2 separate regions of the Mus musculus genome follow, and region 1 is linked to region 2. The links are chromatin contacts, called in public Hi-C maps. All regions are on one chromosome and are shown on one strand. Each heading gives the region's core, a stretch centred on a gene start, on an enhancer-like site or on the middle of the called end of the contact. The rest is flanking DNA. Distances are from core to core; before and after follow the strand shown.

Region 1 (3,956 bases), core at 491-2,990, 6.5 Mb before region 2:
ACTTACCTGGGCATGTTCTAGGCAAAGCATGGATATGTCAAAGCTTGCACAGGGAGATACTATGGACCTACACCTCTCTTTTTAAACTGATCAATGCAAAAAGAGGGGAGAAGAAACCCCACCCAATATCACCAAAACACTCAACTACCAATCTTCCAGGGGAAAGCAGATTTCAGTTTCTATCTCCTTCCCACTTATGATCGGTATATCCACTTGTGAGTGTCTGTGTGCATTCATGCATGTGTGTGTGTGTGTGTGTGTGTATGTGTGCATGTGTTGCACACATACTTTACTATTAACAGAACTTGATTGCTTGCTGTTGCTGTGATTTTTTTTTTCTGTCTTTTAATTCTTTAATTGTTGGGAAAAACTGAACTCAGTCCATGACCCTGGATGGTAACATAAGCGGGTACCAATACCACTGCACTTGACTTGGAACTGTGCTGGTTTTGAAAAAGTGCCTTCTTTTGCAAAAGTGTGTATCTTATTTCTAAATGAGATATGAATGTCTTAAAGCTGCTATTTCCTAGACTAATGTAATAAGGCATAAATAAACTTTATTCTTAATAACATTCAGGTATAATTTTGTAGGACTTTGAATAAATGAATTCAAAGTATAGATGTGATGTTTATTTTTGAGGCTAATTTGTCTATTTTGTCTAAGTTTTTCTCCAGTACATTTACTTCAATGTTAATGTCTTAAGATTTCTATCATTAATTGATTATGAAAATTAAATGTATATACTTACAAAATCCCTATATGTGTGTATATATACATACATACATACAGCATGTATACGTATATATATTCTTAGTTGAGATATATACACATTATATTGTAAGTACATATTTTTATATTTTTGTATTTTGTTTATGTGTATGTGTGTTGCCTGCAGAAGCCAGAAGTGTTGGTCAGATTCCCTGGAGCTGGAGAGCAGGCAGCTGTGAGCTACTAGATTCGAGTACTGATAACAAACCTCAGATCCTCTGGAAGAACAAGCCCTCTTAACGGCTTACCCATGACTCCAGCCCAAGAAAACATAATCTTAGAATGTAGACTTGTAAAAAACTATTAAGAACTAGAGTATAGGGAAGGAAATGTCGGTGTTATATATATTACACTAATAATATAAGGGACAATTACAGATTGTAGTATCCTGGTGCGTGTAGGATCGTGGAACTATATCGCTCACAAATATGAGATATTTGCGCCAAACATCGTACTGAACAGTTATCTAAGTAGAAAGGTGTTTACAGTAAAAAGATGAAATAGTGCTGGATTTTGGTTGTTTGGTTTTGTTTGTTTTTGCCTTTGTTTTTCTTTTTGGATGGAAGACTTCCCAAACACAAGAAATGGTTTTATATTTCTATTTGTGAGTAGGCTTTGAGGAATAAAAGAAGAAACCGTTTCCTGGTAAGGGAGCAAGTCATATAAGCTAAACACCTCAATTTGTCACACTGACAGCGCTAGCCTCTCTACCTCACTTCTCACAAGTGGCAGCCACTGAGTAAAGACTGGAGTGGAAGCAACCAGATGGTTTACAGCTCAGGAAGTGGGGCACCAGGCTCCCCAGCAGTAGTCACCCCACACCCTATCACGTCCAGGGTTTGGAGTCTAAGGAAGACACTCGGGCCAAAGGAAAATCCAGCCGACCCACCTGACACCAGACTGGAGAACTCCGGAGGGATTTTCCCCGGAGGAAATCTTTTCCAAGCCTCAGCGATGTCCACCCGGCTTGTGGGGGGAGGGAGGCCTCTGAGACACGCCCATGATCTGCAGAGGGAGGAGCCGGCAGAGGGAGGAGCCCGCAGAGAGGGGAGCTTGCAGAGGGAGGAGCCGGCAGAGGGAGGAGCCCGCAAAGATGGGAGATTACAGAGGGAGGGGCCGGCGGAAGGAGGAGCCAGAGGACAGAAGAGCGGGCGGAGGAGGAGCCGGCGGAGGGAGGAGCTGGGGGAGGGCGGAGCCGACGGAGGGAGGAGCTGGCAGAAGGAGGAGCCGGCGGAGGGCGGAGCCGGCGGAGGGAGGAGCTGGCAGAGGGAGGAGCCGGCGGAGGGAGGAGCTGGCAGAGGGAGGAGCTCACAGAGAGAGGAGATTGCAGAGGGAGGAGCCGGCAGAGGGAGGAGACCGCGGAGGGAGGAGCCGGCGGAGGGAGGAGCCGGCGGAGGGAGGAGCCGGCGGAGGGAGGAGCCGGCGGAGGGAGAAGCCAGGGGTAGGAGGCAGGGGCTGAGGAGTTGGTGAAGGTAGGAGCCCGCCCAGGGAGGGCCGGCGGAGGGAGGAGCCCGCCGAGTCCAGGAGGAGGGAGGAGGACGGTCCACCCCGGCGCGGCCGCAGACCCGACGGGCTCCCTGGCACAGCTGACCGGGCCGGAACTGCAGCGGCCACGCGGGAATGGGCCGCCCCGGGACCTAGCGCCGCGGCCAGGGTCGGGCGGAGCCGCCGCGCAGCCGGAGCCATGAACGGGGACGCCATCTGCAGCGCGCTACCCCCCATCCCGTACCACAAGCTCGCCGACCTGCACTACCTCAGCCGGGGCGCCTCTGGCACGGTCTCGTCGGCACGACACGCAGACTGGCGCGTGCGGGTGGCAGTGAAGCACCTACACATCCACACGCCGCTGCTCGACAGGTAGGGCGCCGGCGCGGGGCCCCACACAGACGCGGGCTGGGTGGTCCACAGACCGGCCGCACTATGGCGATGCGCCGGCTCCGCCGCGGCGAGTCCTTAAGTCCTTGGGCTAACCTGATCCAAGGGAGAAACCATCCTGGACGTGCGTCAGACTTTGCAACTCGCCCTGCCTCTCCTCCCACCCGAGGTGTTCCCACTCTCCAAAAACCTGCAATCACGGCCACCTCTAAAACCCTGTTTATTGAACCCGACGTGTGTTGGTACAGTGCTTGTGGGCTTTGCTTTGTTTTAGCTAGCTGTTAGCGGTAAGAGCTGTGGAACTCTAAAAACTGCTCTTGGAAATGAAGTACGCAGTGACTGCAAAATACACACCGGAGTTTGAGCATTTAGCACTAAAAAGAAAAATAATAATACTATACCGGTGTTTTTATATTGATTAAACGTCAAAATATTTTTCTAGGGTTTTATGTGTGTTTCACTCCTGCTCCTGAGCCTGCATATTATGGCTTGGTTTGGTTTGATTTGGTTGGTTTTGTTTTCTTTGTGGTTTATTACGTGCCCTCATGAAGTTCAGTTATCAAATTCTACATTACCAGTTGTTATTCGAGCTCTTGCCTTGGAAGTCCCCAAAGGAAGTGTGCAATGTTTTTTGTAACAGTAAAATGAATCAAAAGCTATTAAATGGTCAAAATTTGTGAAGAATAAAAGTTTTGACCATCCCTTGCCCTGGTATTATTTGTGTCCAGCTCCCACATATTCAGAAGAAAGAAAAAAAAAAAGCGTTGGTTTCTGTTTCTAGGAAAACATTACAACTAAATACCATAGATCTGTGGCTGTATGTGTTAGTCAATGGATCTAGTCAGAACTCTTGTGTGTTTCACTTCCATCAGAAATTGAACTAGACCTTCATTCAGTTCTTAGTGCACTTGCTAACCTTGGTGGCTACAGGCCTCTTCTCCTGCTGGATCTAGTGTGAAAATACAGAGATCATAGCGGCCCTATTGGTCAGAGGCTGTTAACCCTGGGTATCAGGTCAGATACAGCATCAGATAACTAACTCTCTTGCTTCAGCCCTGGTAGAATGTTGGACTTTCATCTGCCTGGAGGCGCCCTCCCTCCCTCCAAGGGCTAGATCACAGTGTATGTGGAGCCAGTGCTGTGTGTGTGTGTGTGTGTGTGTGTGTGTGTGTGTGTGTGTGTTCACGTGTTCGAGCACGTGCGCCTAAGTAGTCAACTTTAAAGGGAGGTTGGTTAGTACCAAGCAAACGAATGGTCTATGGAAATGTAGCACTAATAGACCACTAGGTAGACTAAAGCTAGTTGCTTTCTC
Region 2 (3,460 bases), core at 371-2,870:
AGGATTTATGCAGCTTAGACTTTCACACTGCTGGTTCCTCACCAAAGGAAGTCAGGACTGGAACTCAAGCAGGTCAGAAAGCAGGAGCTGATGCAGAGGCCATGGAGGGATGTTACTTACTGGCTTGTTTCCCCTGGCTTGCTCAACTTGCTCTCTTATAGAACCAAGACTACCAGCCCAGAGATGCCACCACCCACAATGGGCTGGGCCCTTCCCTCTTGATCACTAACTGAGAAAATGCCTTACAGCTGGATCTCATGGAGGAACTTCCCCAACTGAAGCTCCTTTCTCTGTGATGACTCCAGCTTGTGCCACGTTGACACACAAAATCAGCCAGCACAAGGGATTAAAACATTTGTGGAAGCTAGTTAAGATTGAACCTTTAAAGCATCAACTCTATAATAGTGTTTTGTGAGTAATTAAAATTTTTTATCTTGGGGATGGAGAGTTATTTATCTATTGTAGTTTAGATATCAGCACCTTCCATTAAGTGATATGGATCAGATTTGCCTCTCTGCCTCCCCCCATTCCCATCATTGTTTCCTGCTGAAAGAATGTCCTTTGTGGGCAAGAAGTTGTGTTCAAAAGAGAGGACTCCTGGGTGCCGAGGAGGCTCAGAGATAAAGAAATGCAGTAAGAATGGACGGCAGCACCCACCTTCATGGCTGTGTGAAAACGATGCCCTCTTTTTCCCTGTTCTGTGAGGCTCTTGGGTTCCACTTTTTTCCCCGGGCGGTACCCAGTATTCACAGCTGACAAGGCAGAGGCCAGTGGACCCTAATGATGGTCAGTGGTGGTTGAGGAAACTGCAGTCTCAGAAGGGGTCGTCCCACAGCAGTGGCTCACTCTGGGTCTTCTACAAGGGGCTGCTTCCAAGAACTCCTGGAAGATCTCGACATTGACAGCAATGTATTAAATCACCACATACTTCATGTTTTTTTGTTACCCACAGACACCATGTGGGCAATTGGTAACAAATGATCATGGTCTCTGCTGGACCTTGGCTGGTTCATCCAGCTGTTGCCATTTTTCTTTTGAATATTCAGTTCTCAATCCCGACGCAGTACACTGCATAAGCATAGGAGATCAATGGCTGGGGACATGAAGAAATTCTAGGTATTAGTGTGATGAGAGTGTTGTGCATGGTTAAGAAAATAGGGTTTTTGAGTCATGTTAACATTTTAATGTCTTAACTAAAGGTTCTCCAAAACTACTGATGGCACAAATCCTTATTTTTGACACTGGAAGGCTCAACAATCACAGTGTACTGGCGGAACTGTGGCAAATCCTTTTCAAAGAGAGGGCTTGCACCCTTGGTCGTACTTAGGCACCGGAACCAAATTCCCAAGAAGCCAAGAGGTGGTGCGCAGCTCTCGGGCACCGCCCTCATACCCGCCCCATCCCGTTGGAGCCAGAACACCAACGCTCGCGAGAGTCCTGCCGGCTTCCACGTTTGCCACGTTCCAGAGGATCCAGGCAGACTAGAAAGCCACAAGCCGCTGGGGCTTTGCAGTCACTGCGCAGCAAAAGACAAGCTTTGGCCTGAGGAGGGCAGGCGCGCGTAGCCTGCCCCGCCCCCTGCCAGCGGTCCTCGGGATTGGCTCGTGTTGGCGTCTTTCAGATCTGGTGGGTGGGCAGAGGCTGGCGTGGGCGGGGCCGAGGCCGGGGGGAGCTGAGCGCTCTTGGCAGCCTAAGGAGTCGCAGGCTGGGCGCACGCGAGGCTAACCGCGCGGCTGCACGCTGGTGCAAGTCGTCCGAGGCGCAGCGAGCGCAGTGGACGCTAAGGCGCTGCTACAGGAGTCTCGAAGCCCCGGTGTCCCTAGTGCACTCAGCAAGGCCCCGGTTCTCTGCAGTCCCCGGAGCAGCTCGCGATGGCCCCGCGCAAGAACGCCAAGGGCGGCGGCGGCAACAGCAGCAGCAGCGGCAGCGGCAGCGGCTCGGGCAGCGGTAGCCCGAGCACGGGTAGCAGCGGTAGCAGCAGTAGCCCCGGGGCTCGGAGAGGTCAGAGTCCCCGCAGGCCAGGCCCTGGCTGCGGGCGGGAGCCGGGTGGGCGCTGCAGGTCTGGTCTGATCCTACGTCCGCCGCTCCTCTCCATCCTTAGCGAGGCTCCTGTGTGCGCGGGGCGAGGCCGCGCTCACCGGGCGGGGAGGCGGAGGAGCAGAGTCGGCCGGAGGGGGACCCCTAGCACCAGCCTGCCCGAGCATTGGCCGGCCCTTTCTTGCCTTTCCTGATGGAAGCTGGGTGTAGAGGGCCCTTTATCTTTTTGCAGTTTTCGGGGCGCTTGACCCTGAGCCAAAGTCAGAGAAAGTAAGTTTCAGCCTGGCCAGCAGCGTTGAGGAGCGGCTTGGAGGAGTGTATTCAAGGGCCGGGATGAGACTTGATGCTTCGTTCTTGCAAATTATTTTAAGGAGTTTTGTTTAGTTTTCTTAATATGTATTGCGTTTGCCTTTTAAAATACAAAGGGACATCATAAAGTACTATAGGGATTTTCTCTGTGCCTCCTTTTTCTTTTCTCAATAAAATAAAATAAAATCATAACCCCCCCCCCCCCAAAAAAAAAACCCAACCAAACAAAAAACCCAAAACCCACAAACAAAAAACCCTACTGGTTATTCACCTTTCTTCTCCATGTGCTTAGCCAGCAGAGTGGAGAACAGATGTTTTAAATCTGTTTCGTGTCAGATTTCACCGGTTCTCGGTTTCTCTTATATTTCCTTTGACTCATATTTAGAATATTGGAACTGGAACACACATGTGTATTGAATGTGAGCTCTCAATATCACTGGAAATGATTTAGATTCTATGCTTTGGTCTATGGGCAGCTCATTATTATATGTCATATATAGATTGGATGATTATGGTTTTATTAGTATATGTCAGGACGATAGATGAGCCAACTATGGTTTTTCTTCATAGCACTTGCTGTCTTCATGTATATTCTGTCTTCATGTATTGTCTTTGTTTCACTCTCTTCTATTCCCCATTATCAACTAGAATAGTTCGTTTCCTTAATAGCTGTGCAATAAATATTTGATTAGAAAATGAATGAATAAATGTAAATGGGGAAAGTTAGGCAGTTAAATCCATTGTACACATTAACATTCTGAGAGCTGTTTGTATTCTTAATGGAAAGGACTCTATGTACACAGTTTGAGGTCCAAGGCCACTGTAGTAATTAATTCACCTCAATACCGGTAAAAATGACATTCAGGCTCTCTGGCTCCTAAGTCAGCTAATCTGACATCGGCAGCGCCATTGCTTTGTGGTTGGAGCATAGATTTGAAGTATGTGAATGAGAAGAGCCTACTGAATGTTGAGGAGAAAGCTAATGAGCAAGATTTTAATGTGTTCTGTAGCGATTGCCTGGTGAAATGCGTCTGCTGCTGTCCTGGGAGCTTTGTGTGTGCTGGGGAAGTGCTTTAGCCGCTGAGCTACATCCTAGACTTTCATCTCTATCCTT

The links. Hi-C and Micro-C count contacts between places; a contact is called where the count stands out from the background.
Region 1: a contact with region 2 is called in a Hi-C map of rod photoreceptor, with 11 times the contacts expected there. The contact joins the promoter of A530072M11Rik here to the promoter of Asph in region 2. A contact is called at or near these places in 1 of 39 promoter capture datasets (liver) and 2 of 484 Hi-C or Micro-C datasets (muscle stem cells and rod photoreceptor).

What each region holds. Positions count from the first base shown.
Region 1 is chr4:16,161,894-16,165,849 of GRCm38.p6, reverse strand. It overlaps A530072M11Rik (RIKEN cDNA gene A530072M11), which reads right to left and starts at 1,740. Exons shown (of 7, transcript NR_045765.2): 1 at 1,659-1,740. Ripk2 (receptor (TNFRSF)-interacting serine-threonine kinase 2) reads left to right here and starts at 2,207. Exons shown (of 11, transcript NM_138952.4): 1 at 2,207-2,626. The coding sequence starts at 2,454.
Region 2 is chr4:9,667,322-9,670,781 of GRCm38.p6, reverse strand. It overlaps Asph (aspartate-beta-hydroxylase), which reads left to right and starts at 1,620. Exons shown (of 24, transcript NM_023066.3): 1 at 1,620-2,001. The coding sequence starts at 1,872.